Regions from separate parts of the Mus musculus genome. Here all the other regions are linked to region 6. A link is a contact called in public Hi-C, HiChIP or PLAC-seq and promoter capture Hi-C data. All regions are on one chromosome and are shown on one strand. Each heading gives the region's core, a stretch centred on a gene start, on an enhancer-like site or on the middle of the called end of the contact. The rest is flanking DNA. Distances are from core to core; before and after follow the strand shown.

Region 1 (3,472 bases), core at 371-2,870, 950 kb before region 6:
AGCCTCTGGAAGCCCCAGGCACAAGTGCTCCCTTCTCAGTGTTCTCAAAGCGAATAGCCCTCGATGCAAAGCAAAGTACAATAGGCTGTCCAGTTGCGTTCTCAGAATCAGGTTGGTGTGGGTGGCTGCCCTGGCTTCTCCCCTGGCTTCCCACTCATAAATGACCTTGAGAGATGATTGATCAACCATGCTGAATATCAGTTTCCATGCTAAGAAGTGAGCCCTGCCCTAGCATGCACTCCAAGGAGGCTCTTGTGAGAATGCTGTAGGGTCCTGCCTGTTGGAGCCATCTGCAAGGACTGACTTAGTGGGAATACCAGGCTTGAACCCTTTATTCTCTGTCCCTTATGCCTACTTACAGGATCTCCTGCAAGAGATATTCAATTAACGTCGGTGGAAAGGGAGGTACGATCAGTTGAGATACATTTATAACCTATGAAAGCCTGTTAACGTGGCCAGGAAGGTGGCAGTAAGAGAGGAACATCAGTGTCCCCAGCCTACAAGACTCTGTCTTGTCTTAAGGTTGGAGAGAAGGTCACTTAACCTAGAACCTGGCAAGTATAGATTTTTTTTAAGTGAAAACAATAGCGTATCTATATAGAAGCCTTGGCTTTGGAGATAGCACCGAGTCCAACACTGGCCTCTGACACTCACTGGAGTTTGAGCAAACCTCGTGGGCCTCCATTTCCTCAAATGAAATATGGAGGGATTGACACTTGTCACGAATACTTCACTATGTTAAGACTGAAAAAACAAAACCAAACCAGCCTATAGAATCTGTGGGAGGAGCGAGAGTTTTAGTAGCAGCTGTATGGATGGAAAGCCGAGCAGAATCCAGCTGTAGAAGTTGGCGTGTGACTGTCCTCAGCTGGCCTGAGATCTGCCCTACCCATTGATGTTACAATGTGGTGTGCCCGATGTAAGCCTCCCGGCTGAGACTGTTGGCATTCAGATCTTGTCTCTATCACCAGCTTGCTCTGTAAGTTGGCTGAGTTGGGTAACCTCTTCTAGCCCCCCCCCCCAGGTTTTTTTTTTTTCCAGAAATGAAGATGCTGATTCCTGGTGTGTGGAGTCACTTAACTATGGGGGCACATGCAATGTACCTTGTCTCTGGCACATAGCAGGTGCCCACTCAGAGACTTTATGGCAACTCTTATCCGAGAGCAAATAAAGGAAGGATCTATGCAGTAGATCCTACCTTCTGCTGGAGAACTCACCAGGGAGCAGGGTTCAGTCTTAGATTCTAGAGGAATGATCACATTGGGCTCTTGATTTATAGCTGTATTTCAGCAATGTAATGGCAGACTATAGATGGGTCAAGGTGGGAGAAAGACCAACGACTCCTAAACCCAGGGTACCATGGTGACCCTCTATAGTCCAGGACAGCATGCTGTTTACAGCTTGCCTTATTATAGATGCTCTGTGAATTCTTCCTGGACAGCTGGTCCCTTCCCTCATGGGTCCTTGGAACTTCTGCCAGCTAAAGCTTCTGTCCTAAGTAGGGGAGATCTGCCTCAGGTTATCTGAGGGCAGAGGCCGTGTGGAGCCAGGCCTCTGTGCAACCAAGCTCCTCTAGGAGAGCCCATCCTCACCCTGGGGAGAATGCTGGGCTTCATTCATATTCATCGTCACTTGGAGCTGCACCTTTTCTCCAGTCTGTGCAGGGATGTGCATCACCATGGCAACGCTAGAGGTGAAATCACTCAAGTGTTGGCAAGCGGAGTTTCTCTCTGGAGCTTGGAAAAATGGAGAGCAGGCTCGTGGTGTCACAGAAAGGAAGATTCCCTTAAAACAACCCAAGCACTCTCTATTCCATGTGGGGGCTTTCCCTTTAAATACAAGCTGAACAGTAAACGGATAGAGAAATGTTTTTAGTCTCTGGATCCGTTACCCCAATGAGCCCACTTGGAACGGACGTGCTGATCCTCTGGCTTTCCTAACCTGCTGTACCTCACAGACTGTTCTGCCTGGAGTTGCTATTTTAAAGTAATGAAGCTGGGGCCCACAAGTGTGATGTTTGTGCCTGTTGGCTAATTTCTGGTTCTTTGTCTAATTTGGGGGGCCTGGAAGATATTTGCTAAATAACTATTTGACAGGTTACTGGTGGCTAAGGTCAATGAGGAGGTGTTCACACACCCAAGGGGTCTTGAGATGAGCTGTTTCGGTACCTGAGCTTGCGCTGAGACTTCTGGGTACAGGCAGCAGCCCCCTGGAAATGCTTTTGACAGCACTGGCTGTGGGCAGGAATGAGAGGAGGAGAAGGGTTTGGGAGGGTGGGTGTGGGTGCCAGGTACTGGGAAACTTGGGCTGGTTAGAGGACCTGAGCATACCCAAGGCTTAGGGGAGGCCATCAGTGTAGATCGCCTGATAATTCTACATGATTCTTGGCTTGATTTTATTCTGCTGGGGACAAAGAGGCACTGATAGTGGTTCTCTTTTAATCAGAACAGCTTGGAATACATTGTGAAAGAGCCATGCCCCCCTCCTTTCCTTCTCTCCCTTTCTCTTTCCTTCCCTCCCCTCCCCTCTCATTCTCTCTCCCTTCCCTTCCTTTCTCTCCCCCTCCCCTTCCCATATCCACTGAGAGCTTGTCAGGCCTGAGGTATTATGTAGGGCTAAGTTATAGCCTTCCTGGAATAGCCAGCAGTCAGGAAGTTCAAGTGAATATATCATAGATAAAGACTTCTTTGCAGTTCCAGTTTTCCTGTTTTATTTTTTATTTATTTATTTTTTTAATCAGGGACTTTGATAATAAGTCAAGGTTATTCAAATGGACAGATAGACTGACCGACAGACAGACAGGCCAAGTGATCCTGAAATTGAGGTTAAGGTTTTAGCTTTCCAGTCCCTTGATTCAGTCTCAGATCATTTGATCTGTTCTAGTCTCTGATGTTAAGGGCAGGCTTCCAATTCTCAAAGCCTGGGTTTCTCCACATTAGGCTTCAGCCAGAACAATGAGGAGATCTCGGTGGTTCCCACTCAGAAGGGCTGAGGTTTGGCAATGTTGGCAAGTGGGCTCAAGCAGCGCTATTTTGCCTGGACTCTTTATAATAGATGGTGGCTTTTTTTTTGTGTGTGTGGTACAGGCAACTCTATGATATAGTTTGGAGGTTGAGGGGACTAAGCTCTAGGAGGCTAGGAGGAGGAGAGGGGCCAGGATGACCACAGAGTCAGAGAAGGTAGTATGAGTACCATTGACAAGCATCAGAACAATATTGTCAGAATTACCATGATGAGCAGAATGAATCTATATCTATCTATCTATCTATCTATCTATCTATCTATCTATCTATCTATCCATCCATGCCAACGAGGAGGATATCCAAGTACTCAAGGCGATAAGACCAATCTTTCAGAGAAGAAAACCATTAAAAGAGGGAGGCCAGAGATTTTCCTACCATTTGTAAATGAGGGCTCATCAAACCCGATTCACTAGTCTGTGAGAGCCCTTAGTTATGCTGCCTTTCTACTG
Region 2 (3,404 bases), core at 12-2,511, 850 kb before region 6:
ACACAAGGTAGCAGTTGTAGTAGTGAGTGGGAACACTCAGATGGCCAGTTAGGCTTGCACATGCCCATCACTTCATGGTGACTGAGTAACTACATTTATAGTGGAGAATAGGAAGATATTATAAATCTACTTAAAAAGAATGGCTTGGGTTTATATTACTGGCTTGAAAGCATCTACATTACAGAGGAAATGAATTGAATATTGTTGATATTCAGAAGAAGTAATGAAGACAAACACCCCAGGCTACTGACATTGGTTATATTAGAGCAGGGGTGAGATAGAGAGCAGGAGGAAGCTATTGATTGAATATTTAATGCATTTATGCTTTGTTGGATTGTCATAGATAGTATATTTATGACCAATAATTTAATTGGAGTATAAGAGAAGTTACAAAAAGTGTGTGTGTGTGTGGGGGGGGGGGAGTATTGAGGAGAAGGGAGAAAGAAAAGAAATGGAAAGAGAAAAGAAAGAGTGTTCATTGGCCCTTTAGCCAGCTGTGGTGTTCACAGCTGCAACCCTAGCTAAGAACTGTGGTGAGTTTGACTCCACCTTGGACTGCATTGTGGTTTCCAGCTCAGTATGGACTACAGTATAAAAGATTTTGTCTTAAGCAATCCCAAACCAATCTCATTTTTGACTCCAGACTTCACTGAAGAAAACCAAAGCAAATTTTCCAGCCACAGTCAAAAGCTTGAGTAACAGCACTCGAGGCTTACAGAAATGCTGCCGTGGAGTTTGTGGTCTTCAGTCTGACAGTGATTTTCTTGTGAGTCATGGATGCGGTCTTTTTGGGTCAGTGTTCCCTGGGATGGTAGTTAGCCTTTTGCTAGTCTCTTGAAGAATTTGTGCCTTCCATTTTTGTTTTACGTCTTAAGAGTCTTGCTTGTTAGAGGATTATGTGAGATCTTGATTGTACGAAAGAAAATAAAATAGACGATAAGACAGACTGAGAACGGGGGAAATAACAACTATCATTTGTGTCTGTTGGTAATCTGAAGGTTGCTGTACTTCATCTTCAGATGGAGAGAGTCATGAAAGATTGATTTAACCACATTCCTCTTAAGGTCAGAGGGGTTGAGACAATCATTTGCTCTGCCGGGCTCTTCCTAGGCTCCCAGATCCTCTTATTTATTTCTCTCTACTCCTGAGCCAACCGTTGGGCTGCTATAGAGCCTTCCAGTCGGTTCCCAGAGTCTGAAGCCATTTTCAACAACACCATCCATCTCTTCCCCCTGCAAGTGGCATTATCTCCACATCCTTAGTGATGAGTCATCTCCTCCCTCTTTTTATCACTCTATGCTGCACACGTGTGGTTCCCAACACCCTGATAATGTTCTTGCTGGTTTCTCCCAACGTGAAATAACAGATAACCATGTTCCCTGTGCTGCCGATGGCCTCATTGTGCACCCAGATAACCAGGAAAGGGTATCCAGTCTCCTTGCTGGCTGTGATTAAGATCTCCCTGGCAAAGATACAAGTGAGATTGCTTTTATAAAATAATATCGGAGCTCATCTCATTTTACTCGGCTCAAATAGCAGCTAGCATCGTTTCTTGGGGCCCTCCCCTCTTCCAATCTGTACCGGCTTTTCAAACACGTATGCCGCCACCTGCCCTGCTAGTGAGATAAGAATAAAAGTATTAGATGGCATATTAAATTGTGCAGCGTTTTTCATATTACTCATACAAATGAGATAACAGCTGCAGGATAGTTTGTTTCGTTCTTGGCAGAACTCCCAATCGTGGTGCTGTTGAAACAAGGCTAGCCTGACATCTCCGTGGTGTGGGCACATGTTTGTGGCTCTCATTCAGCAGTGTCAGGAGGCTCCTTTCCCCACAGTTCCCCTGCTCGGCCTGCTCAAGGTGAATTAATAAGGGATACATCCTTTCTTTCCAACAGAATTGAGGCTTGATGTGACGATAACTAAATGGAGTAACCCACAGAGTTTTCCCCATGTTTTAGTTAGCAAAATCCTGCCTTTTAATGAGATTTTTTTTGTTGCGTCCAAGTAGCATCAGTAATATTACCTAATATTTACATTTAAATTAATTTTAATGACCCGTTTTAGCCCTATTTTAACTAATACTGAAAGAACCACAAGGCTGTTTTTGTTTGATATCTAATTAACACTGATGTGATTATAGCCATTAATATTATTTTCTGTGCATCACAGAGAAAATAATTTCCACATGTTTTCATTTAGAAATACCAGAAGAGTAGTTCTCACTAGAGTGTACACTGCAAGAATAGTTTGTTGTCAGCTGTATTTGAGGGAGGGGTGGCTCTGTGTTCAAAGAAGTTGTGAAGGATAATCTGGACGTTAACAAAACTTAGAAAAGAGCTATTGAAGAGGAATAAGGAGTGTTGTTCATTCCAGCCAGGCTTCCATGAGGACAAAGGAGCCAAGGATGTCTTGTCACTTTTGTCAGTAGGATCTGGGGCGAGAGAGATGGCTGAATACTGGGTGTGACCCTGGGCCTTGGTACACATGACAACAAGATGTTCTAGGTTCTTGACACTCACTCCACAGCAAGTGCTAATCTGGGGTCTGACCAGAATTTCGAAGGAGAGGAAAGGATGGCAGAAAATGTCAGGTGCCAAGTGTAGCATAGTTCGACTTCTCACCTAGACCACTGACTGTGTCTGCCTCAGTGAAGTGCCTTGAGTATGAAAGAGTTTTACCTGCACACACAAAGCCAGAAAATAATCAAATAAATAAGGCTGAGGATGTGGGGCTAAAATGCTGTGCTTTACAGGTAGCAGAGGCCCCTGACAGCTGTCGAAGAGACTTCTGCTTCAGACTTCTGCAGTAGCTTAAAATCCTAGGCTTCTGAGAGATCTTAAGAACAATATTAACCTCTTCCTTCCCTCTCAGTCTCTAGCTCTACACTGGAGGTGATGACCTGGCTAGCTCCATTACCATAAACCATTAGCGTTTTAGCATCCTACAATTGGGTTGACCGTCTCAAACATGGCTCCAGATGCTTTAACCATGTGGCTGGCGTCTTCTTCCGGAATCCTGGGTGCGTATGGAGCTGTGTAAGACACATGGTGGGTGATAGGCAGGCAGACAGGAAGGAGTTAATCTCCCAGTCAACCATGATTTAGTGGGGGCCTGCCAAACCTCAAGGCTGAGTCTGGGAGCACCATGAGGGAGCAGTTAATCAGATTTCCATGTCCAGGTGTGGATGGCTTGACTGGTGACCAACGATTGAACCAACTGTCCGGGACCAGCTCATGTGTACTAGTCCAGGCCCAGGAGACAACCATCAATTCTTTTTCATCCTTTAATCCACACATGCATGCTACTAACAACAACACAGCAAAAGCGAGTAGGGACTGTTATCGTATTCTGCCTTGAGAAAGCAGGAAGTTACCCCAGTGTTTGGGAAGCATTTTGCTCAG
Region 3 (3,541 bases), core at 220-2,719, 880 kb before region 6:
GTGGAGATCTCAAAGAATCCATTCTAAGGCTCAGGAGAGTCAGATGTTAGCACATCTGAATTGGGAGTAGGGCTCAAGAATTTGCATTTCCAAGGACAGTGGTCAGTGCTGCTGGCCAGGGACCACACATGAAATCACTTCTCTCAAGAATAGGCAGGAAGGGAATAAGTCTGAGGTCTCAGGAGGAGGCCATTGCATTCACCAGGCAGGAGATACTAGGCTCTGCTTAGTTCAGGGTCAGGGTGCCAAGCATGGTGGAACAGTGTGGAATAACTGGGATTTGATATGGGAGGAAATGCTCTGTGTGTATGTGTGTGTGTGTGTATGTGTGTGTGTATGTGTAATGTGTGTGTGTTTATGTGTGTGTATGTATGTGTGTGTGGTGTGTGGTAAAGAGAGAAGGGATGTTGGGAAAACTCTTTTGTCCTAAGCCCTGAAAGAATGAGCAGAAACCAGCCATTTCCTAGTCTAGTTCTTTCTAAGGGGCAACATATGATTAAAGAGAAAGCAAATGGTTGGTTGGCATTGTGCCCTAGGACCCAAGTTCCTGGCTTTCACAATACCGACTTTTGTAAGTTAATTTGGAAACAAAGAAAACAAAGCCCCTGGTTCCCCCTAGCAACTCCAGGACATAAGTCTCACTGACCTGACCTACCCTTGGTTCAACGTGCTTTTGGAGTCAAGGCTACTACAGAAAGTCCCTTCCCTTGACACAGTCCTGAAAGAACCGAAGGGAAGTTCCATATCCCCTAGTTGATTTCTTTTCAGCCCTAGCTCTTGGTTGCAGGAGACTTTTCATGGCTCAGAGAGCCTACTCCTGACATATTTGCTGAAGAATGGAGACAAGATTGGGAAATTACAGCATGCTCTTTGGATTTCCAAGGGCCGAGATATTGAATGCAGACATTCCTTTTCACACTCACAAACACTGGAGTGCACTCTCGTGCAATGGAGATCAATCTTAGCCCCCAAAGGCCCCTTTGTCTCTCTGAAGCACTTATTAAATGCATCTGTGTTTCTGCTGGCAGCTCAGAGTCATCTAGAAGGGAAGCACAATGGGATGTCAGTCAGGATTTGTTATTGTCAGACTCTTCTTGCAGTCCACCCCGTGTTTATTGTCTTTTGGGAGCCCATTTTATCCATTTTCTATGTGCAAAGCCATTAATCTTCCTCCTGGCTTGGGTGCTATATGTTGCTGACAGCTGGGGTCCTGGCTCCCTGGGCTCCTGGGTAGGGGCACCTCCCAGCTTCCCTGTGACAGAGCTTTGATTAGAAAGACTGAAGAGCTTGGCAACCCTTAAAGAAGCCAGAGGAGGGGTGGGGTGCGCAGGTGTCTGTGGTCACAGGAGGTACTGGGATTGGTGGAAAAGGTCACTCCGATTTTGAATCATCTACAGTGCACTCTGACACCAAAATATACTCACTCCCATGCAGAGTCACTTGATAAAGAGGCTAATGAAGTGGAAAGATGTCAACAGAGCTAAGCGGGCCAGGCTCTCGGGATGCCTGTGCCATGATTCAACCTCCCGTTGCCATGGATACCAGGAGGCTTGGCTTCTTTCTTCCTCTCTTTCCTTTTGGAAAGTCTCTCCTTGGTAACCTTGACCCTTTCACATTGGCAGGCAGAGATAAGAAATTCCATTTTCCCTTATCTGGTCATGGTTGGCTGGTAGACTCTGATGGGTCTGTGATGGGGGAGGGGTGCTGGCCAGGGGCTCTGGAGTGCCTTAATTCAAATGCATGAAGTGGAGGGTGGGAGGCAATAGAAAGAGAACAGTTAATTAAGGTTGATATTGCAGAGAAGGTTGTTTTCTGAATAATAAATTCTGCAGACTTCAAAAACAAGCGCAATTAAAGGAGTGCAGAAAGGAGAGGCAGTTGAAGGGCAGAGGAGGAACAATTTGGTCACGGGATAGTTTTGGGGAGTGTGAAGTGGGGGGCAGAGGCAGATAAGAGGCCCTCACCATGTGGAGATCTTAATAATACTTCGAATAAATACTGTGTTTGATGAGAGCTTAAGTCTGTGCTGCCCATACAAATGGCTTTGTCTTAAGAGACGGGGTCAGTGTTGTTCTGAGCAAGTGGAGAGTCTGATCCTGATAGGAGACTTGACCTTATGTTGATTAAAAGGCATCTTTTTAACAATTTAAGCTTAGAAATCTAATCCCTGGGTAGATCTTTCTCAATGATATTGAACATCCCTTCCCAGTTCATGTATCCACTGTGCCACTGTGTTCTCCGAGCCTTCTAGAAAACATTACTACTCTACAAAATAATGCACTAGTCCCCTGGCCAGTTAAGGCTTGATGTTCCTCTTGAGTGAGGCAGTGGTGAGTGGCCCACAAACAGTAGTACCCCCAACTCACCTGTCAATATTATGGTTTGGATGCATCCCTAAAGAAAAATGGAGTTTGGCTTCATTAAACGTCTTTGCTATATAGGAACCTTAACCAAGTCACCAGAAGAAACAGCATGTTCCTTTAAAAATTGTTATAAAAAGGGTTAAAAAAAAAACCTTAGCACATTTTTTCCCCCTGTATATTGTGACATGGAAATGAAGTATCCTCCAAGGTTCCTATGTTGAAGGCCTGGTCCCCCAGTGTGATGTTTGGAGGCAGGGCATGGGGGGGAGTGATTGGACCATGAGACCATGAGGGCTTAGTCTAACCATTCAATTAATTAATTTGTGGGTACACAGTTTGATAGTGTTATTGGGAGATTGTGGAAACTAGAAGGTGGGATCAGGAAGATCCATAGGGGTATCCATTTTCCTGGTACATCTTCCTCTTTGTCTCCTGGTTGTCACGAGATGAACAACAAACAGAACAACATCCCCCTACTGTGCTTTTCCCCTCTCTCTATATATACACATACATCTTGTGGTCTGGAAATGAAGTATCCTCCCACAAGGCTCTTATGTTGAAGGCTTGATATATGCAATGTCTTTAGTATAATTCTAAAGAGTAGTGGTGTCAGCTGACTGTAGCCAGATCCCTGGAGCTGTGAGCCAAAGTTAATCTTTCCTCCCTTAAGTTACTTGTGTCAGATGACTTCTCACACTGACACAATATTGACTAAAACACAACATTAGAAGGGCCTGCTCTTTTTCTTTTCCAACTGAGAATCAGGAAATGTATCCACAGGTGAGTAGGAGAGGCAGATGTCAAATTTTGCCATGCTGCTAAGGAGCAAACTCCCATGTCCCCTTGGACAACGGAAGGTGGATAAGTCCTTGGCTTCTCCTAAACTTCTCATCATTACCACCTTTCTAATTGGTGAGTCTGGGCTGGGAGTGAGCAGACTGACAAAATGCTGGCAGGAATCACATTGCCAGATCCAGCTGCATAAACAAAAGCTCGGGGGAGCATTAGTAGCAAAAGAGTTTGCCTATTGTCACATAGTATTTGTAGAGATTTCCTGGTATGATTCTTCAGTAAAAATACTGATCAGCTGTTGACAAGATTTTCTCATTGGTGTAACAGTGGCACAAATATCGTGTGTGTGTGTGTGTGTGTGTGTGTGTGTGTGTGTGTGTGTGTAG
Region 4 (3,495 bases), core at 803-3,302, 910 kb before region 6:
TACCAAGTCCTCAAATGATGCTATTGCTGCTGGTTCCCTAGGGCTCACAGAGAGAGGAGAGGCCAGAAGAGTGATCTAGATAGGACTTCCAAGAAGAATCAACACGTGTGAGGTAAAAGAAGAAGGAAAGAGACAGAGTGGCTTTAGCTATGGAGGTGAGTTGAGAGGAGAGCTCTTTCCGAGGTCTCCTCCGCCAGCTCCTTGTCTCCTTTCGGATGCTTTCTTCTGTGAAGTCCTAGCTGTTTTATTTCTCAGATTCTTCCATTGGAAGAATCTGCCCATGATCACATCAGGGGCCTTTTTTAGGGGCTCCTGCCATTGCTTGCAGGATGAAGTGTGTTCCTCTCAGTGGAGCATCCAGGGGCCAGGACCCTCTGCTCCTTCTCTTTACTGGACTCTGCTCTGGTCATCATGATCTACTTGCCAATCTTCACTTAATTTTGCTCCTGTATTGCGTTTGACGTCCTTTCCCTTTTCCTCATCTCTTAATTTCTACCTGGCAGATTAGATGAATTTCAGTATAGACAGTGTCTTAGTTAGGGCTTCTATTGCTGTGAAGAGACTCCAGGACCACAGCAGCTCTTATAAAGGAAAGCAGTTAAATGGTGCTCACTTGCAATTCAGAGGTTCAGTTCATTATCAGCATGGCAGGAAGCATGGCAGCAGGCAGGCAGACATGGTGCTGGAGAAGAGGCTCAGAGTTCTACATCTGGATCAGCAGGCAGTAGGAAGAGAGAGTGACACTAGGCCTGACCTCAAAGCCCAGTGACACACTTCCTCCAACAACACTACACCTACTCCAACAAGGCCACACCTCCTTACAGTGCCAGTCCCTAGGGGTCTGTGGGGCTGTTCTCATTCAAATTACCACAGACAGGCCATCTTTTAATTTTATATTTCTTTCTGTTCCATCCATGGTCACCAACCTCCAACTTCTGGCTCAGTTCAAGCATTGCTTTTCTTACCCAAACCTACTGTGATAGTAACCCCCTCCCAGTTCTTATATATGACATAATGTCACATTTCTTTACACAGATGGGCTCAGTTGCTTCCCTTTCTCTGTGTGACCTCCTCTGAGCAGAGAAGTGGGCAGGGCGAGGTAATCACAGTGCTAACTGGACATATTTCAGCCCGTAGTGTCTATCAGCTGCGTACTTTTTGTATCTGGCCTGCCCCTTCTCTAGCATGGAAGACAAAGAAACCTTGTCTCATTGTTGCAGTCTTCTTGGGGAACACCAGTTGATCTGGTCCCTCCCATAATCCTTGTGATGGATTGTTGATGTCTTTATATGTCCAGTTAGCACTGTGATTACCTCACTTTAGGCAAAAATCATTTGGCATATTTCTCTGTCTAGATTAGCAGTTCCTAACTCCTCCATGGAAAGCCAAGGGTGAGGTCTGTTAAAGGCCAACATTGAAAGTTTCTCTTTCCGGCTTCCTTGAGTGTGTCATACTGCAAGGGACCCACCTAAACAGATGTAAGATTGAAATTCAGCCTTCTGACACTGCTGGTGGCTGGGAGTTGGTAACTCCCAAGGCTCTCAACTCACAGAGGGTAGGGTCTGAGTCAGTTACTACTGGACAGCCAACAGTACAACAAACAGAAGAAATGGCCTAGACAGTGGGTTGGGCAAGAGGGCTGGGGTAGAAGTCTGAGAATATTATAATATACTGGCAGGTCCTTCTGATCTTCACAACTGAAGGAGCCATCCCTCCATTCTCTGTGAGCTCCCAGGGAAGGAAGGAGGCTTGTGGTAAGATCCCCTGGCCCACAGATAAGGAATCCACGGATCATAAGGATTCTCACAGTAGATTAAGGTGCAGCTGGATTTGAACGCAGCCCAACTTCCTCACCCTCCTCAATATGCTGCCTCTTAAAAAATGTTCAAACATGTACAAACCCATGCAGGGTGCAAATGCAAATTATTCCTTCTGGAAGCATAAAATAGCCAACTGGTGATGGAAACTTGGCAGGGATGGGATGGGATGAGTCACAGACAGCTTTCTGAGAGAGCAGCTTTGTTCTGTATGGCTGAGGGAGAGGAAGGCATGGCAGGCAGCAAGTCGGGGGGGGGGATGCTGGGAAGAGAACTGTGGGTGGGGCCCTGGCACTGGGACGGAAGCAATGAGATACCCAAAGCCGGAGCTGTGTATGTGTGTGGTATGGATGATGTACAACATGGTTAGGTAGCACACGTATGCACATGTGTGTATGTGGGACATGGATAATATGTGTAGGGGGCATGGGTATGTGTGTAGGATGTGTCAGGGCAGTTTGCAATGGTGTGTGTATTTGCAAAGGGGAGTTCTGTTATATCAGAAAATTGTTGATGAAAGGTTTTTAACATTTTTCTTCTCACCTGTGCATAAGTAGCATTTGTCCCTACCCCCCTCCCCAACACATTGTGCAGTGGTGACTCAGATGTGCGTTTATGTAATGCACTTAACTAGTTAAGTATATATGTTTGCTTTAGCACACATGTAACTCATAGTCTGCTTTGGCTGCCTTCAGGGACTCAGGCAGTGCTATTGGGAGGCTGCCATTTCTAATCTCAGCTCCATTATCCTTGCTGTTGGACCGTGTGTAGACTCTGTCCATGTGATGGTCCCCAGCTTGAATCCTCAGCTTCACAAACTCCTAACTTCAAGCCTACTGAAAAGAAAACTTTTTACTTGTATTTGCATAAAAACCCAAATTGAATCCCACTGAAAAGCTTAGGTCATGTGTCCATCCCTGAACTAATCACTGTGGTCCACAGGATAGAATGTTTGATTGACATCCCAGGCCACCTGCTCATCTCTAAGCAGAGGAGCCAGGCTTAGCACCACACATAGGGGCCCACTTGGGGATGGTGGTACTGAAGGGATGGGTGGATGCTGAGAGGACAGGCACAATCCCTGTTTCTTAGCTTTCAGTTATTGCTCAGAATAAGGCTTCTGGCCTTCAATCTCAGCCCAGTCTGTGGCTGGCTTTCTTACTTCTCTTTCCCCCATGCTTCTCAGGAGGGAAAGTTGTTTAAGACTGATGCTTTGGGATGTGAAGGAGCTGAGAGGTCAGTGAAGGTGAGCTGGCTCAGAGAAGGGTCAGAGCTGTGAGTGGTCACTTCCTGTTGGGTGTGAGGAGGAAGGACACTGAGGAATTGTCTCTTAGGTCTTCACATCCTGCTTGTGAGGTGGGTACCGCTTATCTGAGAGAGTGCCACTGAGAAATGAGGAGGCAAGTCTGGGTAGAAATTCACACCCCTTATGATCTTTGCTTCCTGTAAGGCAGCAAGACCCCTTATGACCTCTGCTTCCTGTAAGGCGGTGAGACCAGTGGGGACGAATCTTGGCTCTGGAAAGAACCTCATTCTTGTGGTAACCCTGTGAGTGCTGGATCAGATCTTCTAGAAGCAGCTCCTGTACTTACTGTTTGAATTCCAGACGGAGATGCTGAGATCTGTCCTGCTGAGATCCTAGAATGGTCCTATCAACCCAAACAGATCCAGAAAAAAT
Region 5 (3,748 bases), core at 803-3,302, 780 kb before region 6:
TTAGAAATATTTCCCCTCAAGCTCAATTTATAACATATTAGATTAAATAAACATTTTAAAGACACAGATGTTAGATGCTGTCTGAACAATGTCAAATTAAAATGGCCCACATGTGGGTTGCAAATAATCTATGTGCATGATCTGGTCTCAGTGCTGGTCCCAACAGCAGGCAGACTAACACATCCATCCATAAGTCATCTTAACATGACATGTAAATTTGTTCTTTCCTGGTCTTGAGAGGGAAGTCTGGGTGAATTCATGACTATTTTATGTTATGTGCTCTGTGCTCTGTGCTATGTGTTATTATATGTTCACGTAGGAACATGACGGTGCTCATGTCTGCATGTGCATGTAGAGGCCAGAGGTTGACATAGGATGTCTTGAAAGTTATTTACCTTCTTTAAAATTTTCTTTGCATTTAGTGTGCATGTACATATACGTGGGTATTCACATACCATGGAATATATGCCAAAGCACCATTTGTTTTCTTATAGCTGCCATATGAGGCCAGAGAATTGAACTTAGGCCATCAGGCTTGGCACAGGTGCCTTTACCCACTGAACAATCTTGCAGCTCCCACACTTATTATTATTATTATTATTATTATTATTATTATTATTATTGAGACAAGATCTGTCACCAAACCTGGAAATTTGCTCGACTGGCCAGCCAATAGCTTCAGGGATCCACTCACCTCCACTCAGTTTCTTCATAGCTGGGTGACAGGTCCACGGTTACCTGCTGCATGCCCAGCTTTTATGTGGGTGTTGGGTCCTCCTGTTTGCATGGTGGGTGCTTTATACATTTCCCACACCATCTCCCCAGCATCAAATCTCCCAGTTTCTTCAGGGTCACTCTCTGATCATACAAATGTCCTCTGGTTAGTTCCAGGATTGAGAAGGTTTCCTTTCAACAATGAAAATGTCCTATCCAGTGCCACTGGCACCCGACTTCAGATTCACATCAAGTTTAAAGCACCTCTTCCCTTGTACACCTCCATCCTGATTTGAACTAGGAAGCTTGGATCAAAGGGAGAAATGGCCACGGTTGCCGCTTTCCTTGGAGCGCTCTCAGGACGGACAGAGTGGTTTGATTCTTTTTATTTTTGGTTGTTTTGCCTCTGTTGGCTTTGGACTTGGCCCATGGACGGATGGTGGTTAAGACGCAGCTTGACGATTGCCTGGAGCTTTGACTTTTACTCTTGTCAATGTGGTGACAAGGCTGTGCCTCAGATAGCCATCCTCCTTTCAACCAAAGCACAAAGAGAACAGTTTAATAATAGCTTAGTGTGACCCGCAGAAGCACCAAGTGCCATCACGGCAACGTGAGGATAATTGTCATTAGATGTTCTTTATTTTTCTCCCCTGCAAACCTCACGGGAAATTGGGACAAAATTAGTTCCATCTCTACATCTTGATGCATAATATGTATTTTCAACCATGAAACCGAGAAAAGGCTCAGAGCCACACTGGGCTGTAATTTATGCGGAGCACTTTGCACAGTGTTTAGTACATGGTAAGCACTCAATAAATAGAAAATTATTGTAGCTATTAGTATTATTAGTTGATATTTTTCTTGTCGGAATTGAAATACCCTAAGACTTCAAAATTACTGTTTTTGAATAAAGGGGATGCCTATGTGGTTCCTGGCTTTGAGAACTATTCTAAGCAACGTAGATGCTATTGATTGTGCTTCTCAGTGGATATTAATCTGGGACTCAGAAATGGGAGGTGGAGGCTGAGAGCTTACTGTACTCAGCTCTCTTCTTTAAGAGCTTGTGTAGTCTATGTGGAGGCTCTTTATTCTTTGAGTATTCATTAAGTCCCTGTCCTGGGTACGTTCCTTTTGTTCCTTCAAATCTTCTTTCTCGCCTTTCCAATCTTGTTCATTCCCTTTGGAGATCAAAGACAGAAGGAGGGAGGAACCAGGCTGTTTACTTCCTCAGTTCCTTCCCTAGCGATCTTCAGTCATCTTTGTCCCTCTCCAAAAGGCTAAGGCTCCTGTCAGGCAGCTCTTTTCACAGGGCTACCCAGAGGAGGTATTGTGTTTCTGTGACCACGCCCTCCTCTGTCCTTCCAGGTTTGGGAGCCCTAATAGCTGCTTGCTGCCGCCAGTCACAGACCTCTGAGCTGTCTCTTCTGATTTTGCTCAATCAGGCTTCTCAGTCATTACAGCCACAGTTCTACTCTTCTGTTCAGGCTGCATGCAGGACCAGTGCTGTCCATCAGATGTACAGTTTGAGCTATACATGCATTTTTAAGTTTTCTGGTAGGCACATTATTAAAACTCAGAAAAGCCCCTCATTCACTCCTATGATCTTATTAAGAAGACCCCACAGCTAGAGATGAGCAGCCAGATGAAGAGTTAAGAACAGTGAAGCCCAGAGAAGTCCCAAGTAGAAGAGTTCTGTCCTGTGGCACCGGGGCTTGCTAACTTCTCAGCACTTGAACTCATTCACCAATCCCAAAGCTCTCTAACTCTCCTCTAACAATTTCTGTAGACCTTAACCCCCCAAAGCAATTCTTTTCCCTGAAGTCTGGAGTGGGGTTGAATGTCCTAACTCTCTAGTCTCTAGATCTTTATGGTGAGCCTCCAGCCTCCTCAGCAAGTGGCTCCAGTCTAAGTCATATCGTTAGTGTGACTTCAGGGTTATGGAACTGTAAGGATGCAAAGCCAAGCTGGATGGAACAGTCACTGGCTTTGAATTTCGTTTTGTTTTGTTTCTCCTGCCTGAATCCACTCACTCTATCTCTATCTTTCTTTGTCTCTGTCTCTGTCTCTGTCTGTCTCTGTCTGTCTCTGTCTGTCATCTGTGTGAGGATGAGATGTGGCCAGCCAGCTGCTTATTTCTGCTGCCATGCCTATCCATCATAATGAACTGTCCCCCCTTTTCACCCAAAGAGGCAGAAAAGTGACTAATGCGACGTTCCTCCTGACACGACAGAGAGAGCAGGACACAGCATCATTTCTGTGATATTTCTGCCCAAAGTATGTAGCTTGGATTTAATGATGTGGAAACTTCAGACTGATCTGAATTTGAGGGAGTTTCACATAACAAGTGGCCTGTGATTGTCAAAGATGCTGATGCTGGGATGAACAGAGACAAAGAAAGGCAGAATTCAAGTGTACTCAAACTTGCTTATGCAAGGAGGAGGTGTATCGGCTGATTCAAGGTCCCCTGGAAAGCAAGCTTAGTGAAAGGTTCCTGGATAACTTGTGCAGGCACACTAGCCCAAACCCTATGCCATTTGTTGGATCCGTCCCTAGGATGGCAATGGAAGTCCCAGCTACCCTTCTCAGAGGACAATCTGAACAAAGGCTCAAGGATTTCTCTGCCTTACACCCCCTCCCACTAACAAACCCCTTCTCCACCCTCCCAGAGCTCGGATGAGGTTGTGTGCACCTGTGCCTGCAGGTGTAGAAACAAAACTTTTACCTCAGTGCCTTTGTGTTGGCTGCTTCCTCTGTCTGGAACATGCTTCCCCAGATGTCTACAATAGCATTCGAGTCTCACCTTCAATCTTTATATTCTAGTAATATCATGCCGAGCAAAATTCAGACTCCACTAACTCCGTTGTGTTTTTCTTTACAGCAGTTCTGACACCTGGCATGCCTCCGTTCTTACTGGTTTGTCACTCTGTCATCTTTAGAAGATGCAGTGTCACAGTGATTGGTTTAGAGATAGTCACGGGACCCAGTTATCATCCATAAACAGAAATGGAATCTTGATAAACAAACACCTTCCTCC
Region 6 (3,611 bases), core at 964-3,463:
ACTTCCTAAAGTGTACATCTGAGACCGAATCCCTGACCCTTCGGAGGTGCAAAGAGAGGTAAACCGGACCAGCGCAGCCCCAAACTGAAGACTTGAAGCCACCCCAGCTCACAGTCCTGTAGGCCACTCCACCTTGCGACAGTTCTCAACCGGCTTTGTTGCGGGGTGATTTCTCTCCTTTTCTATTTCGACTGCTTCTGCACGTGTCTCCGGATGAATCAACCTCAAGCCTACGCTGGGGTGCTAGCCACACTCCATACCAGTCGAAACCCTGCACATTCCAAAAGTCACACACACACACACACACACACACACACACACACACACACACACACACACGAAGACCAGCAGCCTCGCAGGGCAGCAGGAGGTCAAGCGCAAACAAAAAGCCACCTTCAGGAAACAAGCGAGAGCTTTCTGTGCAGTAATTGCTGCTTCCTCGCTTACCCATCTCCACGGAGACTGAGCAGCGGTAGTCTTTGCCATGGCTAAGACATCTTCCCTGCTATGACCAAGAGGGGCACGGGTGTATGCCAGTGCTTACTGGAAGGGTTAGAGACGCTGGACCAATGTTGGTCTGGAGTTTCCACTGAACGAGTCCGTTTCACCTGGAACCTGCAATCCAGTGGAGCCAGCTCTCAAATGGGAACACAACAGGGGAAACAGAGAGCTGCGAACCTTCCACGAGGAATGTCCCTACGGGTGGAGTCCACCTGGCCAGAGACATCCATCGGGATGTGGGGCTTCCAGCAGGGGTGGCGTGGCGGCGGCGCCTCACCCCAGAGTTGCTCTGTTCGAGATAACTCTAACTGCTCCTTCTCTACTGAGATGCGTCCCTGGAGGTGGCGGCCGCCGCGGCTCCGCAGGGAAGGTTGGGGGCGGGGAAGGGGGCGGGAGGCGGGGAGGCGAGCAGGGATTTCCCACGGGATTCGCGGGAGCCCTGAGCGCCGGGGCTCCTGGGTGCGCCGGGTAAGGGGTCCGCTGAGCGGGTTTGGCTGGCCACCAGCGGGAGGCACAACCACGCTGAGCCAGCAGGGATGGTGTCTTGGCTCGTGGGCTCGCAGCCACGCAGTCTCTTCTAACTGCCGGATGAGTTTAAGCACCGCCAGCACTCACCCAAGCCCACCCCTGCTCCAAAGCTCAGAAGGCGAGAAAGGCGTCCGCCTCGCACTTGCTGTCCCTGGAAGATTGCAACCCGGCAGCTTCTAGGGCTGATTTCCCCCCCAGGGTGCGGTCAATGGATTTGGCCCCTCTCGTTTGGCAGTCACTTGCTGGGGTACTAGTAGGACCTTCTGTGATCCCCCAAGCAGCCTGCCTGCGGAGCCCAGAGTCCGGAAACCTCAGACTGCGAAAGGGAGACAGCAAGCTACCGCTCGCCAGCCAGCGCATCCAGGCCCGGGATAGAAAGAGCCGAAGGTGCCGACTCTAGGAGCCCAGTGGCCCGAGGTATCGCTTCCCAGACCAGCTTCGCCCAGAGCTAAGGAGCTTGCACCGCAATGCAGCGGGATCCAGGCTCTCTAAGCCGGAGATGTCCGGTGATCGTGCTGTCTGGGAGCACCAGAGCGCAGGAGCCGAAAGACTCTGCGTGCGAACGAACCTGCTGTGGGCGCCCAGGGTCGGCGCAGGGCATGCCTGTGGGTACCGCCCCATCCCGGTGCCCCATCTCTACCCAGGATCGGTGACATTCTCTCTCTCCAGCACCAGGATGCCCGGCCGAGCAGCCAAAGGAGCCCTGCAAAGCGCGCGGCACCCATGAACTGGCAGCCGGCAGCCACCAAGTTGCTCCGCGAAGGGTACGTTACCTTCCATCGCGGCCACTGCAGATGCCAGGAGGAAGAGCAGCAAGCAATCCAGGGCCATCGCCGGCCAGCGGCCCCCAGGCCGAGCCCCAGCGGAGACGCGCCGCGTCCCAGGGCGCCGCTGCGCTCCCGGCGGGTGGCTTCTCCGTGTCCTTTCGCGCTCTGGCCGGGACCGGACTCCCCGGAGCGCGGCGTGGGCGTGGGCGGGAGTGTGCGCGCGTGGGGCGGTGCGGGCGCGCGTGGATGTGGGTGTGCATGTGTGTGTGTGTGTTTATGGGAGAGGTGGGTGTGTGCGTGCGTGTGTGAGAGAGGGTGAGGGAGAGCGAGCCTGGGAGAGCGCGCGAGAGCGTGTGCGTCCTGGTGTCACATTGCGAGCTACAGCGGAGCCTACGGGAGGACAGAGCGGGCCAGACTGACGGGGGAGGGAGCGGGATCCCCCACCATCAGCTCTCTCTCCACCCCTAACACCTCCTGTCCAATCAAGGAATCAAACCTGCAAAATTCCCTCATCCAATCAGGCGCGAGCACCTCCTTACACTGGCATTGTTAGTTTAAGAAAAACTTTTGCTTGCAAGGCTGTGTGGGAGGGTTAGGAAGGCGCTAGGAGGTGATCGCGCTCCCTCTTGTGGTGATTTAGGAGAACTGCAGCCTCGCACGCTCGCTTTCCCCAAGCTGAAAAGGAGGGGCTCAGCCAAGAAGTCAACTGAGGTCCCTTATGCTTACAGACACCCCACAGCTACTCCTGACTATTCCTATGCAGAATGCCGCCACCCTATATCATTTTACTAATCAATTTTGTTTATTTTTGAGTCTTGTCTGATCTCGTTCACTCAGAATTCCTGGAACCTTAACAGTGTCTTATTCTTGGCATGCATCTGTGGAGTGAGTGAATATGGTTTCAAGACTTTATGGCCGGCTGCTCGGGGGTAGTTAGAACACCCTGTGGGCTTCCTATCATATCCTCAGCTGTATATCTCCAAAAGTCTCTTCCCAGGTGGATCTCTGAGCATCCACTGTAGGGCCTGCTGTCAGAAGACAGTCATAATGGGAAGACATGAAGAAACAGCCGAAAGTCTGACAACTTGTTGGGGTATGGGGAAGGGAGACATTGCTTTGAACCAGGCCTGGAGGTAGGTGGGAAGGACTGAGTTCTGCAACCACAGGAAAACCAGGCTCCAGAATAGAAGTGGTTTCCCACCATCAGCTCTGATGATAATGCCCCATTTTGCTGTCTGTTGATCAGGTCAGGCTGTTTCAGATCCGGCCCTGGCCTTGATGCTTGTCAGAAGCTGTGTGGCAGAAGGTCCTCACCTCCTCCCGCAAGGTTAGGGATGCTCCTGGAAGACTCATGTGGGAGGGGCTTCAGCCCCCTCCCCAAACCTTTTAAAGACATTAACATCTGGCAACTCTCCTTTGGGAATTTAGTTACATTGATTCCCCACCCTGGGTACTTACTCTGTCTTTCACAGACACTGCCTCCCTCTTCACCACCCCAGCCACACTCAGACCCCTGATTCTGACAGGTCTTTGTTTCCCAGACTTTGACACAGGCTGTTTGTGTCTTCCCCTACCATCCACCCATCCGGCCTCAGAACCTGAAAGGATGACGTCAGTGACCGCTGCTTAATCTTCCCTAATACTACCTCAGCTGCTCTTTGTCCCTCCACAGCACTGTGTCTTGAAGTCCCTTAAGTGAGGGATGCCCCTCTCTGACATGGGTGAGTACTGGGTCTTTTGCAGCTTTGGCAACACTCTCCACAGTCCAATTTCACTGCCTACCTGTCTTACTACTTCTTGCCCTTCCTCCTTCAT
Region 7 (3,441 bases), core at 517-3,016, 810 kb before region 6:
CATTTACATCTACATGTGTCTGAGAATGTTAGTGCATTTACTGTAGAACACTGAACTTATTTCTTTCAACTTATAATTTATGATTGCTATGCAAAGTTGATTTTATTTACCAACCTTGTGATAATTGACCTGTGACCCTGGCTTTATTGATCAAATTATAACAAACTCAGCCAGTATAAAAGATGCTCTTAGAATCAGGAAAATAGCCAAGGGTTTTTCTTTTTAAAAACATTATCTTTTGAGTTAAAAGTAATGGCATCTGATAGGTTGATTTTCAAACACACAAAACCTTGAATTTTCCTCTCTAAATATTCTGGGCTCAAGACTTTGGCTTCCTCCCCATTTTCAGTCTTCTTTCTGGCTTATTCTTACAAGTCTTCAGGCTTGACAAGGACACTTGTGTGTCTTGAAGGTTTCACCACCTCTACTTCAGGATGGCCCTATACATAATGACATTCTCTGCTTATCTTTACCACTTTCTTTATGAGCTTAGATGGAGTAATTTCCAAAGGGTGGAGATGCTGTCCTTGTCATCTTTTTATGCTGTACATAAGGGCTGATGGTCAATAGATGCTAAATATAATGGACACAGTATGGGAAATTCCTTTTCTCATCCCAGTCAAACTGTCTGAACCTCACAGCTACTAGGCCTGAAGTGTGTGTGTGTGTGTGTGTGTGTGTGTGTGTGTGTGTGTGTGTGTGCATGTGTGTATCTGTGTATGTGTACATGTGCATCTATGTGTGTGTCTGTGTATCTGTGTGTATGCATGTGAACTTGTGTGTATGTGCATATGTGTCTCTGTGTATGTGTGTGTGCATTTGCATCTATGTGTGCATCTGTATGTGTGTTCATGTGCACCTGTGTGCATGTGTGTGTCTGTGTTTGTGTGTGTGTGCATATGTATCTATGTGTGTGTCTCTCTCTGTGTGTGTACATGTGTACCTGTGTGAATGTGTGTGTGTGTCTCTGTGTTTGTGTGTGTGTATGAGTATGTGTCTGTCTCTGTATATGTGTGTGTCTATGTCTATGTGTATGGGCATGTGTGTGTGTGTGTGTGTGTGTGTGTGTGTGTGTGTGTGTGTGTGTATACAAGAGATAGGGGAAGAGAATGAAAGGAATATAGATAAATTTGTTACTTTCCTCTGAGCACTTTGATAAACTAAGTGAACTGGACACTTGACACCGAGTAGCCTTCATGCCTGCCAAGAGGAACTCCTTTCATCTTACAGTTTACAACAGGCACATTGGTCTCCATACTACCTACCATCTATGGACTGCTGACTACTTCAGGTGACCGAATATCCAACTTTTGCTAACTAGAAAACAACACTAACCGGCAACACCTTCACAAATACAATTCACCGCCAGACTCAAACCATTCATTTCCCCTTTTCTCCCATCTAACATCCGCCAGTGACTAATATGGCCTTCTTCTTCCTGCTTCAATTTGTCTTCCTATAGAGCTACTAATGAACAGGAGATGCAGAGGAGGCTGTTAGGGAAGACTGGGGGCTGAGGGTTGGGAGAAGGGGAAGAAACAGAGAATGGGGAGGGGCCAGCAGTCAAGGGCGTGGGTACTCTACAAACCAGGTCATTTATCTTGCATGTCCCTGAGTGGGTGTCCCAATTACTTAAGACATTTTAGGTTCAAAGATCTGTCAAGACACTTTTTTCTGAAGGACCTGCCGAATGCCCTATATCTGTCTTGTTTCTCAGCGGGAGATAATGACGGATGGTGCATAAATCTTTGCAGAGTGCCAATTAATGCCGGGATGGCGTCTTTGAAGTGTTGTGAGGACTGAGTCCTCAGGCTGGTTTCTGCTTAGAAGCCAGGGCAGGGCTGCTCTATTGGCTGTGTGAGCTCCCATTGGCTGAAAGCTGGGCTGGAGAGATGAGGCTTTTGTGGGTGACTGGTTTGGCACGCAAGCCTGCTCTGTCAATGGCAGGGGAAGTCGTGCTGGGTTTTAGTTAAAGTTCTGGGGGAAAGACCCTATTAATCAAGAGCCTAATCAGCTGGCTCTGGAATATGGTGGTGATGGCGACTATATAATTTATTATTCTATCTAGGACACTTTGAGAAGAAAAGTGAGTGTTGTTAGTATATGTCTAGAGAACAGGTGTAAATTGGGAGTGTCCCAGGCATACCAGGACATATGGCTATACTTAGGTGATATATTAACTTTATCAATTAATTCTCAGAAGCTTGTGCAATAGGCTTACTGCTCATATATTCTTCTGAGGAAAATGGGTTGCACTGGATGATAATTTTGACAGGCTTCTGTTCTGTGCAGAGAACACATAGCATACAGTGCTTAGTAATCCAAGGTTTTGAAAGAGCAAAGGTTTTGATGTATGACCTGGGTTTGTTTCCTTCTTCTTACATTTACTAGCTGACCTCATCCACTCGCTGCCCATCCTGATTGGTAGGGACTGTCCAAACTTTAGCTCTGTAGATCTCATGGTTCGGGAATCCTACCAGTCCCAGATAGACTAGAACAGTTGATTATCATTTCGGCAATCTCGCTGAATGTGAACTGTATGCATGGTGAACTCTAAGGCATCCAAGTTAGGATTTTTCCACAAGGTGGGTTACCAAAGTAGAACACTGGTGGAGAGCTGGTACTGGGAGTATAGGAGTGAAGGGCATCAGAGACGGGAATGGGAGGTCTCCAGGAGATGGCCGTGAAAGGAAGAGCTGGAGCAAACATTGTATTTTTTTTTTATCATGGTGGAATGATAATCAAATGTAGACAGAATCAAGTCCAGTATGTGCTTCCACCAGCAGAGACTAAATATCTACCTTTTGGCATTCCATGCCAGATTTTGTTATTATGTATTTTTTTTATCTTAGCCATTCTGATTGGGACAACATGAAACACCAACATACTTTTAATTTATAGTTCCTTGGTGGCTAAAGATGTTGAGCATTAAAAACAGTAGCTTCCTGGCCATTTGTATTTTATCTTTTAAGAACACTGTAGTTCTTTGCCCCATTGTTTAGTTGGGATGTTTGTTTACTTGTTTAGTTCTTTGTATATTCTAGACACTAACCCATGGGTGACCTCGTTACCCTAGTGATAATGCTCTTTGCCATACAGAAACATTTTAGGTTCCTGAGGCCTATTTCATTTCATTTCATTTTTTAGTGTTGGTCTTAATACCTGTACTATGGAAATTCTGTTTGGAACATCCTGAACTGTGCAAAGGAGTTCAATCATATTCCTTGCCTTTTCCTCTGTCAAAATCGGGGGGGTCAGGTCTCACGTTGAGGTCCTTGATCCATTTGGAGTTATATTTTGTTCAGGTGAGGAGTCTAGTTTCATTCTCCCACAAGAACTAAGCCAAAATAAATTTATTCTTCTGTAAGTTGCCTTGGTGATGGTGTTCTAGCACAGTGATAGAAAAGTAATTAATACAGTCCTCAATTCTATTCCCCGTAA

The links. Promoter capture Hi-C pulls out the DNA fragments that hold promoters and counts their contacts. Hi-C and Micro-C count contacts between places; a contact is called where the count stands out from the background. HiChIP or PLAC-seq counts read pairs in DNA pulled down with a chosen protein or histone mark.
Region 1: an H3K4me3 HiChIP or PLAC-seq map of forebrain shows a contact between it and region 6, with 11 times the contacts expected there. The contact joins the enhancer-like site here to the promoter of Ephb1 in region 6. A contact is called at or near these places in 3 of 39 promoter capture datasets (embryonic stem cells, hippocampal neurons and liver), 4 of 484 Hi-C or Micro-C datasets (cerebellum, cerebral cortex, muscle stem cells and 1 more) and 7 of 115 datasets of contacts at active chromatin or transcription factors (craniofacial prominence, embryonic forebrain, embryonic hindbrain and 4 more).
Region 2: a contact with region 6 is called in a Hi-C map of adipose-derived mesenchymal stem cells, with 4 times the contacts expected there. The contact joins the enhancer-like site here to the promoter of Ephb1 in region 6. A contact is called at or near these places in 3 of 39 promoter capture datasets (cranial neural crest, liver and second pharyngeal arch cranial neural crest), 2 of 484 Hi-C or Micro-C datasets (adipose-derived mesenchymal stem cells and nephron progenitors) and 8 of 115 datasets of contacts at active chromatin or transcription factors (embryonic basal ganglia, embryonic forebrain, embryonic hindbrain and 5 more).
Region 3: an H3K4me3 HiChIP or PLAC-seq map of stem cell-derived neural progenitor cells shows a contact between it and region 6, with 12 times the contacts expected there. The contact joins the enhancer-like site here to the promoter of Ephb1 in region 6. A contact is called at or near these places in 6 of 39 promoter capture datasets (cranial neural crest, embryonic stem cells, frontonasal cranial neural crest and 3 more), 8 of 115 datasets of contacts at active chromatin or transcription factors (embryonic basal ganglia, embryonic forebrain, embryonic hindbrain and 5 more) and 2 of 9 other capture datasets (adipose tissue and embryonic stem cells).
Region 4: a promoter capture Hi-C map of hippocampal neurons shows a contact between it and region 6, with 12 times the contacts expected there. The contact joins the enhancer-like site here to the promoter of Ephb1 in region 6. A contact is called at or near these places in 9 of 39 promoter capture datasets (cranial neural crest, embryonic stem cells, frontonasal cranial neural crest and 5 more), 3 of 484 Hi-C or Micro-C datasets (cerebral cortex and cortical neurons) and 7 of 115 datasets of contacts at active chromatin or transcription factors (VIP interneurons, embryonic forebrain, embryonic hindbrain and 4 more).
Region 5: an H3K4me3 HiChIP or PLAC-seq map of embryonic hindbrain shows a contact between it and region 6, with 8 times the contacts expected there. The contact joins the enhancer-like site here to the promoter of Ephb1 in region 6. A contact is called at or near these places in 3 of 39 promoter capture datasets (cranial neural crest, hippocampal neurons and pre-B cells), 7 of 115 datasets of contacts at active chromatin or transcription factors (embryonic forebrain, embryonic hindbrain, embryonic midbrain and 4 more) and 1 of 9 other capture datasets (embryonic stem cells).
Region 7: an H3K4me3 HiChIP or PLAC-seq map of neural tube shows a contact between it and region 6, with 6 times the contacts expected there. The contact joins the enhancer-like site here to the promoter of Ephb1 in region 6. A contact is called at or near these places in 4 of 39 promoter capture datasets (cranial neural crest, embryonic stem cells, hippocampal neurons and 1 more) and 6 of 115 datasets of contacts at active chromatin or transcription factors (embryonic forebrain, embryonic hindbrain, embryonic midbrain and 3 more).

What each region holds. Positions count from the first base shown.
Region 1 is chr9:101,405,716-101,409,187 of GRCm38.p6, forward strand. No RefSeq gene overlaps it. Among named protein-coding and RNA genes, the nearest start is that of Gm24638, 14 kb to the left of the region's middle. Within about 2 kb of position 1,621, at least 44 of the 459 cell types and tissues checked have an H3K27ac peak or open chromatin away from gene starts, as enhancers often do. A contact at or near this core is called in cerebral cortex, forebrain and muscle stem cells, where this site is marked.
Region 2 is chr9:101,500,585-101,503,988 of GRCm38.p6, forward strand. No RefSeq gene overlaps it. Among named protein-coding and RNA genes, the nearest start is that of Gm24638, 110 kb to the left of the region's middle. Within about 2 kb of position 1,262, at least 19 of the 459 cell types and tissues checked have an H3K27ac peak or open chromatin away from gene starts, as enhancers often do. A contact at or near this core is called in adipose-derived mesenchymal stem cells, where this site is marked.
Region 3 is chr9:101,471,297-101,474,837 of GRCm38.p6, forward strand. No RefSeq gene overlaps it. Among named protein-coding and RNA genes, the nearest start is that of Gm24638, 80 kb to the left of the region's middle. Within about 2 kb of position 1,470, at least 63 of the 459 cell types and tissues checked have an H3K27ac peak or open chromatin away from gene starts, as enhancers often do. A contact at or near this core is called in embryonic basal ganglia, embryonic forebrain, neural tube and 2 more, where this site is marked.
Region 4 is chr9:101,443,964-101,447,458 of GRCm38.p6, forward strand. No RefSeq gene overlaps it. Among named protein-coding and RNA genes, the nearest start is that of Gm24638, 53 kb to the left of the region's middle. Within about 2 kb of position 2,053, at least 66 of the 459 cell types and tissues checked have an H3K27ac peak or open chromatin away from gene starts, as enhancers often do. A contact at or near this core is called in cortical neurons, forebrain and hippocampal neurons, where this site is marked.
Region 5 is chr9:101,568,854-101,572,601 of GRCm38.p6, forward strand. No RefSeq gene overlaps it. Among named protein-coding and RNA genes, the nearest start is that of Gm24638, 180 kb to the left of the region's middle. Within about 2 kb of position 2,053, at least 5 of the 459 cell types and tissues checked have an H3K27ac peak or open chromatin away from gene starts, as enhancers often do.
Region 6 is chr9:102,352,480-102,356,090 of GRCm38.p6, forward strand. It overlaps Ephb1 (Eph receptor B1), which reads right to left and starts at 2,214. Exons shown (of 16, transcript NM_173447.3): 1 at 1,803-2,214. The coding sequence starts at 1,860.
Region 7 is chr9:101,544,850-101,548,290 of GRCm38.p6, forward strand. No RefSeq gene overlaps it. Among named protein-coding and RNA genes, the nearest start is that of Gm24638, 150 kb to the left of the region's middle. Within about 2 kb of position 1,767, at least 13 of the 459 cell types and tissues checked have an H3K27ac peak or open chromatin away from gene starts, as enhancers often do. A contact at or near this core is called in neural tube, where this site is marked.